2 separate regions of the Mus musculus genome follow, and region 1 is linked to region 2. Evidence: chromatin contacts called from public promoter capture Hi-C data. All regions are on one chromosome and are shown on one strand. The core of a region is the stretch at or near the end of the contact, and the rest is flanking DNA. Distances in the headings are between cores, read along the strand shown. Region 1 has its middle 25 kb from the start of Slc30a1. Region 2 holds the start of Ints7 (integrator complex subunit 7).

What was found. Promoter capture Hi-C pulls out the DNA fragments that hold promoters and counts their contacts.
Region 1: a promoter capture Hi-C map of liver shows a contact between it and region 2, with 2.5 times the contacts expected there. The contact joins the enhancer-like site here to the promoter of Ints7 in region 2. A contact is called at or near these places in 5 of 39 promoter capture datasets (the C10 cell line, the HPC-7 cell line, hippocampal neurons and 2 more), 1 of 484 Hi-C or Micro-C datasets (the G1E-ER4 cell line) and 1 of 115 datasets of contacts at active chromatin or transcription factors (bone marrow-derived macrophages).

The regions. Positions count from the first base shown.
Region 1 is chr1:191,879,564-191,883,492 of GRCm38.p6, reverse strand. No RefSeq gene overlaps it. Among named protein-coding and RNA genes, the nearest start is that of Slc30a1, 25 kb to the left of the region's middle. Within about 2 kb of position 2,377, at least 44 of the 459 cell types and tissues checked have an H3K27ac peak or open chromatin away from gene starts, as enhancers often do. A contact at or near this core is called in the G1E-ER4 cell line, the HPC-7 cell line and liver, where this site is marked.
Region 2 is chr1:191,573,560-191,577,572 of GRCm38.p6, reverse strand. It overlaps Ints7 (integrator complex subunit 7), which reads right to left and starts at 1,937. Exons shown (of 20, transcript NM_178632.6): 1 at 1,622-1,937. The coding sequence starts at 1,715. Dtl (denticleless E3 ubiquitin protein ligase) reads left to right here and starts at 2,029. Exons shown (of 15, transcript NM_029766.3): 1 at 2,029-2,224. The coding sequence starts at 2,173.

The DNA of each region.
Region 1 (3,929 bases), core at 1,128-3,627, 310 kb before region 2:
TTTTTCTTTACTTGTGTGTGTGTGTATGTATGTTTCTTGAACTTGGGTTGCTAGACCTAGTAGTAAGCTCTTTTACCCACTGAGTTATTTTGCTGGATAAATTCTTCCTTTTCAAAGGAAAAGGAAAAGGAAGGGCAGACACTTAGCTGTTGTGAATTTTTGGCCCATTGTGGGCATTATCTAGGGAGTCAGGTTCTCACCCACTGCACCCTCCCTCTGAGGGGGAGGATGGGGGATGGGGAGGTAGAGGGGATGTGTGGAAGATGGGGAGTGTTTTCAGAGCAGAGGCTGCTACTTCTTCCTCTTGGAAAAGTTTTTTTTCAAAGTCAACATGGATTTGGAAGCCTGGGATATCCCTGCAAATCCGATAAAAAAAAGAATGCAACTAGGGACCTGGTCAGTGGTGGCAGCTGGAAAGTGGGCAGAGGTTTAATTTCCAGTGACCACATCTGGACAGCCCAGATAGCCATACTCTGAGCAGAGATAGTGTGCTCACTGTGTAAACAGGACTTCAAGACCACACTACAGCCGATGGCTGGCCCGCTCACCGTACAGTGCTGACTGGAGGGGCAGACTGGAATGTTCTGGAAATAGTGGAAATTAATTGAATTCTCTAAGGATTGATCATAAAAGCGTATTTGTTTCAGTCTTCCATTTTTTAGAAGTTTTAGTTTAAATCTTGCCTAGTATATAGAATGGCCCTGTTCAATGGTCCTACATATACGTTCACGGTTCTAGTAGCCTCTCAGCGCCATTGTGAGCCGTAAAGTGGGACTGTAGAGTCATGCCTTATCATTTCTTCCAGCCTCCTGTGAGAGCTCTGTAAGCTTTGTCAGACTGAGGTGAGGACAGCTGTGAAGGGCAGGAAGGTGCTGGCGGCCTTAGCAGTACAGCCAGATTCAGGGAGGGTCTTAGAGCTCAGCACAATGGCTGGTGCTGAGGATGCATTTGCCCTCATCTTTATCTGTATAAGGTAGCTGGCATGGAGCCTAGGTTCCTTGAATGTGCTGAATCTACTACAGAGACTCTGAGGTTTCCAAACATTGCAAATTTAGGTTCATTTAAAGTCATTATGCTTTGAGAAATCCTCACTATCAACCAATCTTCAAAGATGTCCGCCCCCTCAATCTGTAGGGCAGTGGTCCTGTTCTCTGGCTTCCTGCTTGGCTGTGCCCCCAGTCCCAACAGACATGCCACAGCACGTGCTGCTTGCCCAGCTCTGCAGATTCCTCAGTGAAACGTGGCTGCTACAAAGGCATAAAATCAAAACACCACTGCAACTAGTAGGGACAGAGGTCAGCCAGGTGGGATGCTACAGAGAGGGCTCCTGTGAACGCCTTCTTCACTTAAGGTCTGCTCAGCTTATAACACCTCCAACTCAGTGGGGATACAGAGTTTGAAGTAATCTCTCTGTCTGTCTGTGTCTGTGTCTCTGCCTCTCTCTCTCTCTCTCTCTCTGTCTTTCTGTTGCTGTCTCTATGTATTGCTTTCTGTCTTTCTGTCTCTATCTCAGTTTCTCTGACTTTCTGTGTGTTTCTGTGTCTCTCTCTGTGCCTGTCTCTGTCTGTCTCTCTCTTTCTCTCTCCTTCCTCTCCCCCGCCCCCTTTATCAGTGTCTTATCATGTAGTCCCATTGGGCTTGGACCCTGGGTCCTTCTATCTAAGCTTTCCAAGTGTAAGGATGAGGGCTGTGCCCCACCAGGCTGTTTGGATATGGTGGCATACAATCCGTGGAAATTCCTGATTTCCTGGTGGTCTCTGAGAGCCATTTCCTCTTGAGAAGGAGCCTGGGATATGGGCAGAAGCCCCACACATTCCCCCAGGTCAGAAACCTTGGCATCACCTTTGAATGCTCCCCACTCCCCTGCCATCTTCTCCTTGTCTGACAGTATGCTGAGTTCTGTCACTTCTCTCAGAGCATTTCCCACCCCTCTCTTCTGCCTTGCTTGCTCCAGTTCGTGAATGCAACGCTCACCACCTCCCTCCCACTGGCTTGCCAGGAATCCCTTGGCTTTCACATCTGTGGTCAGACTAATCTTCCTGAAACACCATCTGAAAGCGTTCACTTCCAGATCAAAAACCTCCAGCACCACCGGGCTGCCCACAGAATCAAGCCCAGCCCCATGGCTGGTTACCCAACACTGCCCCCGATAGTAATTACCCACGATAACGAGAACTTCCTAGCCCTGTGCTGGGGGATGAACTCATCTGCCCCAACCACAGGAGTGGGGCTACAATGGCTTATGCCCACCAATGTAGCTCTATTGCCCTGACTCCTGAGAACAGGTTCAGGAAAGTCACTGAGTCAGGTCCCAGACAGCCAGTGCCTCCCCGGAAGATGACATGTGTCCCCAGCATGAATTGTGGGCCTCCTGCCAACCAAGCTGGGGCACAGAGGCCATTCTCCTCCTGGGCATGAACTAGGAGGCTGATAGTCCAAGGGCCACTGGCAACCATTGAGATTCTCAAAGCAATTTCCCTAAAAATAACTTTCTGAAGTGGGGCATGGGGGCACATGTCCTTAATCCCAGCACTCAGGAGGCAGAGGCAGGTAGATCTCTTGTGAGTTCCAGACCAGCCTGGTCTCCAGAGGAGTTCCAGGACAGGCAAGATGACAAAGAGAAACCTTGTCTTGAAAAACAAAACAACAACAACAAAAACAAACTACCAAAACCCCCCAAATTTCTGAAAGCCAGTTTCTGAGTCAAGTATAAATTACAAGCCAGCCCTTTGACTGTCTTGAGGAATATTTCTTAGAGAATTTTTTGGCTAATACTGATCATCTGGCAGCTTCGTTGAGAGTTAGGAAGATGGATGAAATCAGAGGAAGCCTTCCTTGGAAGGAGACTGGAAAGAAATGAGGTACTTGACTTTGAACTCTGCATTGCCTTTCCCTGAAGCTGGCCACACCTACTGGCAACTCCCAAACATGGCCGCAGAATCGGCCGTTCCTGTCTGTGTGACCCTGTTGGGTTTTCTGTCACCTGCAGCTGAAAGCAGCCAGACTTCCACAGTCTGTGTTATCTCTGAAGATGTCCACTCTCTCCCACCTAATCCTTGAGTTGGTGTTGGCCCACACACTTGTCACCATGACACAGCAGCTTTCCCAGGCTCTGCAGGGCCTGTGTGCCCCTGGTGTTCTGGAAGATGCTGTCCTTTCTTAACCAGCCCTCCAGAGTCTATTCCCTCTGTCATCCTGCTTCCTGGGCCACTGAAGGCCACCAGGAAGGGAAGTTGTCTACAATGACTCCTTCCAGGCTCTGCTCAGAAACCTTCGATCTAATCTCTTCACCTTCGGATGGAGAACCGCCAAGGCAAAGCATTTCTTGGAGGGGGAGGAGGCTGCAAGGCTGTTTTCTGTAGACAGTCAGGTCATGAGGGCTCTGACCTAATGCATGCCAGATCATTGATGGTGGCATCATAGGGAGGTGGTGAGAGCTAGGAGGTGGGGCTCTACTAAAGGGATAGAGTGAGGGATTGTCCTTGGGGGTCACTGTTTGCCTGGTGCTTTCTTATAATTCCCTTTCTCCCTCTGCTTCTTCAAAAGGGAAGAACAAGAGCCGGGCGTGGTGGCGCACACCTTTAGTCCCAGCACTCCGGAGGCAGAGGCATGCAGATTTCTGAGTTGGAGGCCAGCCTGGTCTACAAAGTGAGTTCCAGGACAACCAGGGCTATACAGAGAAACCCTGTCTCAAAAAAAAAAAAAAAAAAAAAAAAAAAAAAGAGGGAAGAACAGTGCCACGCGCTCACCTCCCACAGAGTTCTAACTAAATGCCTGAGATCAAGCACCTGACAGAACTCCCTGAAACTGGGAGCCAAAATACCTCCTTCCTCCTTTCAGCGTCACAGGCATGTGGTTACAGCAGTGCGAAGTGGCTGATACACCCCCTTATGCTGCTCTCTGCTGCCTCACTGCTCTGCTCTCATCAC
Region 2 (4,013 bases), core at 688-3,187:
CCCCCACTTATTTCTTACACATATGTGTTTTAATTTCAACTCTTCTTATTAAAAAGGTTGTACTATTACTTTCATTACAACTGTAACCTTTTCTTTCAAAGAGCTTCACTTTTAATTATGTGTATGTAGGGGGAGGGAGAGATGGGTGTATAACAGACCCTCTAGAGTTACAGGCAGTTGTGAGGTTTGGGGTGTGAGTGCTGAGAACTGAACTCTGGTCCCACAAAACAGCAGTGTGGCCTCTTAAAGGCTAAGTCATCCCTACAGCCGCAGCATCTTTTTTTTTTTTTTAATGTAAACCTTATTTCATTGTTATTGTATGTATGTGTGCACATGTGTGTGACTGTCAGGCTTGCACAGGAAGTGTTTCACACAGTAAACCATCACACTGGCTCACAACACTTAGAAGGTAACTCTGGATGTCCTTCCTTTCCTTGCTCCATATCCTTACCCTGCTCTACAACACTATCTACTCTTAGCCTGGGACAAGATTAGCTACGCTAGAGCCATACACATTTCGGTGGGAAGGGAGTTGGCACTGAATAAAACAGTGTAATGGGCCACATCAGGTCTAGGACTTGGGAGGCTGAGGATCAAAAGTTGAGAGTTATCCTTGGCTTTAGGGAGTACAGGCCAACCTGGATGTCACAGACTTTAGTAAAACGTAAAAAACTCTTACCTGTAACTGGTTTCAAACTTGGACAAGGAACTAAGGTGCATATTTAACATGCCAAAGTCTAATTGACCTCCAGGTTCTCTCAGCATCCCCCAGTCCCTACTTGGCACACCCTGCCCCCCAGACTTGAACTTACAGATCCTTGGTTTCCAGTCCCGTTCTCTACAGGTTACACACTGGCTACAGTTAACCAAGAATTGCCTATAGTGTAAAAACCTTGGCAGGAAACTGAAGCAAAGGTCTCACATTTACACAGGACTTCTTTATGGATAGCTATCTGTCAAAGTCCCTCTTCAGCCTTTAATAAAGGCATCTTTTCGCATACCACTGCCATTTAACATTTACAACAGCTGACATACTGTGCCCACTTTGCTGACATATCGAGGCTAGATGATAATGCCGCATTCCATAATCACTTTAGTAGAACTGGAATTTAACTCCTAACCCTAAAATTTTTTCTCTTAGCTACCTGTATAAGGGGAACTAACTCGTGGAACTTGTGTGCAGAGAATGAGCGCGTTCAGCCAAGCTTTTCGGATGTTCTCATCCACATGGAACCTGCTTTAGAACGCGCAATTGACAGTCTCGCAAGACAAATCGCTGTAAAACGCTCAGAAAATCATTTGGCTCTCTTAATGAAGGCTTCACCTGCACTGAACGTTTTAAAAAATAATCTCAAAATTCAGCACTTTATCTTATTTGCTGCCTGGGAAACCAGAGACTGTGCCCCCAAGTGGTCAAAGGCATCCTCGCAAGCACGAGCCTCTGCTCCAACTGTGCAAGGCTACTCCAGCAACCCTGCATGCGCCTAAGCGCTGGCTCCAAGACTAGCAGCCGTGCTTCCCGCCCCATACATCGGCGCATGCGCCTTTCTAGCCTCTGTAGCTGCCGCCACTAGGTGGCGCCACTCCCCCCAGACGCTTCGCCCGCGTCCCTCCTCCGTACCTTTGTCCAGTTCCATAAGAGCGGAATTAGCGTCCAGCTCCTGTTCGCCATAGCCGGCATCGGCCAGGAACGACTTGGTTGAGTTTGACGCCATGACCCGGACAGTTACCCGACTCGCCCAGTCACAAAGATTGCAAACTCTACCCCAGCACCGCCATCTTCTCCCGCCGCGGTCTCGCGGATTTTTCCCTCCGCGCGCTGTCAGGCAGTGTACGCATGCGCCTCGGTCGCCCCGCGGTTCGCCAGTTCCTCTCTGGGCCCCCCCGCGCAGGCGCTCAGGGAGCCTGTGAACCTTGGGTTCCCGCGGCTGAGCGAGAGGGAGGCGGAGCTTAGGATGGGGGCGAGCCTTCGAGGCGCCAGGACGCTGCGACGAGAGCCAATCAGAAAGCGTGACGTCAGTTTGGCGCGGAGTTTGGCGGCCGGGGCTCTTAGTGGCGGGAGTTGGAGGCGAAACCGCGCCGCGTTGTGGAGGGTGCAGACGGCGGCTCCTGTGGAACTTGGGGGCGATCTTCTCGGCGTTCCCCTCAGCTGAGCCTTCTCCTCAGGCCCAGATGCTCTTCAACTCGGTACTCCGCCAGCCGCAGCTCGGCGTCCTGAGGAACGGTGAGTAACGGCCCCAACGGCCGCTGGCCGTGGCGGGAACCACCTCCCCCCAGGCGCTCCACCTTGGATCGCTGCCGACTGTGGGCCTCCAGGTCTCCCGCGGCCGGAGCGAATCCGGGCGAGCGAGGACCGCCGAAGAACATCGTGCTTGGGTTCCTTCCGGACGCTTTTCACCGTAATCGAGCTTTTTAGTTCGGAACGGAGGCCGAAGTTAGGACGCTCAGTGGCGTCCCGGGCCCCTGGCTGCTTACGTCAATATCGCGCGTTAACTAGAGAGTGCACGCTTGTGAGAGTCGGGGGTGGGAGACGCTTTGGCACCAGCGATGTGCCTGCCGTCTCTGCAGAACCTTAGCGATCCCTGCAAGTTCGTTGTGCACCAGCGCGCATGGCCCGCAGTTAAGGAACTCAATCTTAAGGCGCCAAAGTCCCCTCCCCCATCTCTGCAGGCTCTGAAAAGTCCTAAAATACAGACTAAAAGATGCCCATAGCCACACCCACGAGGTGACCACGGGTAATGGATGGAAGGGTATTGTTCCAAATGTGTCTTGATGCCGAGGTACTTCCAGAAATGGGATTAAACTCGTTTTTCTCTTCACGGTGGAATTCAGCCATGTTCTCCTGTTAGCATATAGAAAGCCAGCTCATCTCCTACAGTACTCTTAAAAACATTGGCAATCTGAGATGCGATTAGGCTGATGTGTTGTTAAACTAAGACCTTGAAGAGTGGTCCTAAGAATGTTGAGAAGAGGAAAAGCTCCTTGAGGTCCTGCCCGGATCTAAAACTTTGTAGTCGTATTCCCTCTGTGGATACTCTTGTAGTTACATTCTGCCTCTTTCTCTGCTCGAACTTTACAAAAGTTACTTCGCCCTGTGTTAGGAATGGCCGCCCTGCACAATGGTTGTGAGCGGTCTTCGGAGCGTCTGAGTTTCAACTCCACCTCTTTTCCTATGTGCTACATTTTCTGTCTACCCACTTTTCAGTCTGTCGTTCCGGCTTACAGATAGCCAGACAGACGTTCAGTGATAGGCACTGGCATTCATTGATTGTTACCTCCTGAAGTCTGCATCTCTTTTCCCCTCCGGTGTTGCTGGGCCTTAAATGATTATAGCCGTAAGTAAGGATTCTACTGCTGCTACACTCTTCCATTCCCTATGTTTTGGGTTAATTTCTGTAAAAGCTGTATGTATTGAACTTAATCTAGACAGTTAGGCATACAAGCATCTTATATTCTAATGCCCCAAACTGAGTTGGCTTCTTCCCAATTTTTGGGAGTGACATTATTTTAAACTGGTGTCCCCAGCTAAAACTTAGACTCCATATTCCTCATTATGACATTTTCAAAAGAAAAAAAAGAAATCCCTTAAGTCTGCTTGAATCTCTTTTTCCATCCCCACAGATTCAGCCTCTTTACCTCAAACTGAGTCTTCCATTTTCTCTATTCCATCCCCACCATTGGGCCTGATACTTTACTCCCTGATCATAACAAGCCTCTAAATGTGCCTTTAGTTTCCTTTCTCTACCGATATTTGTAAGATGGAAATATAATTACTTTTGTGAGTTTTTAAATCCATATCTAAGAATTTTTACTATAAACTTTAAACATGCAAAATTATAATTTTTAGCCTTATAGTGAGTTAGCATCTTAAGATAAATACTATTTTAGCCTTTTAAATACATCTGACACTATAAACAACTATACCAACGTGGAAGTCGTGGTCTCTGTTTTTGAAAAGGTGAGCAAATGCTTACTGTTCGATGTTTTATATGGTTGCTTTTTCTTCTGAATAT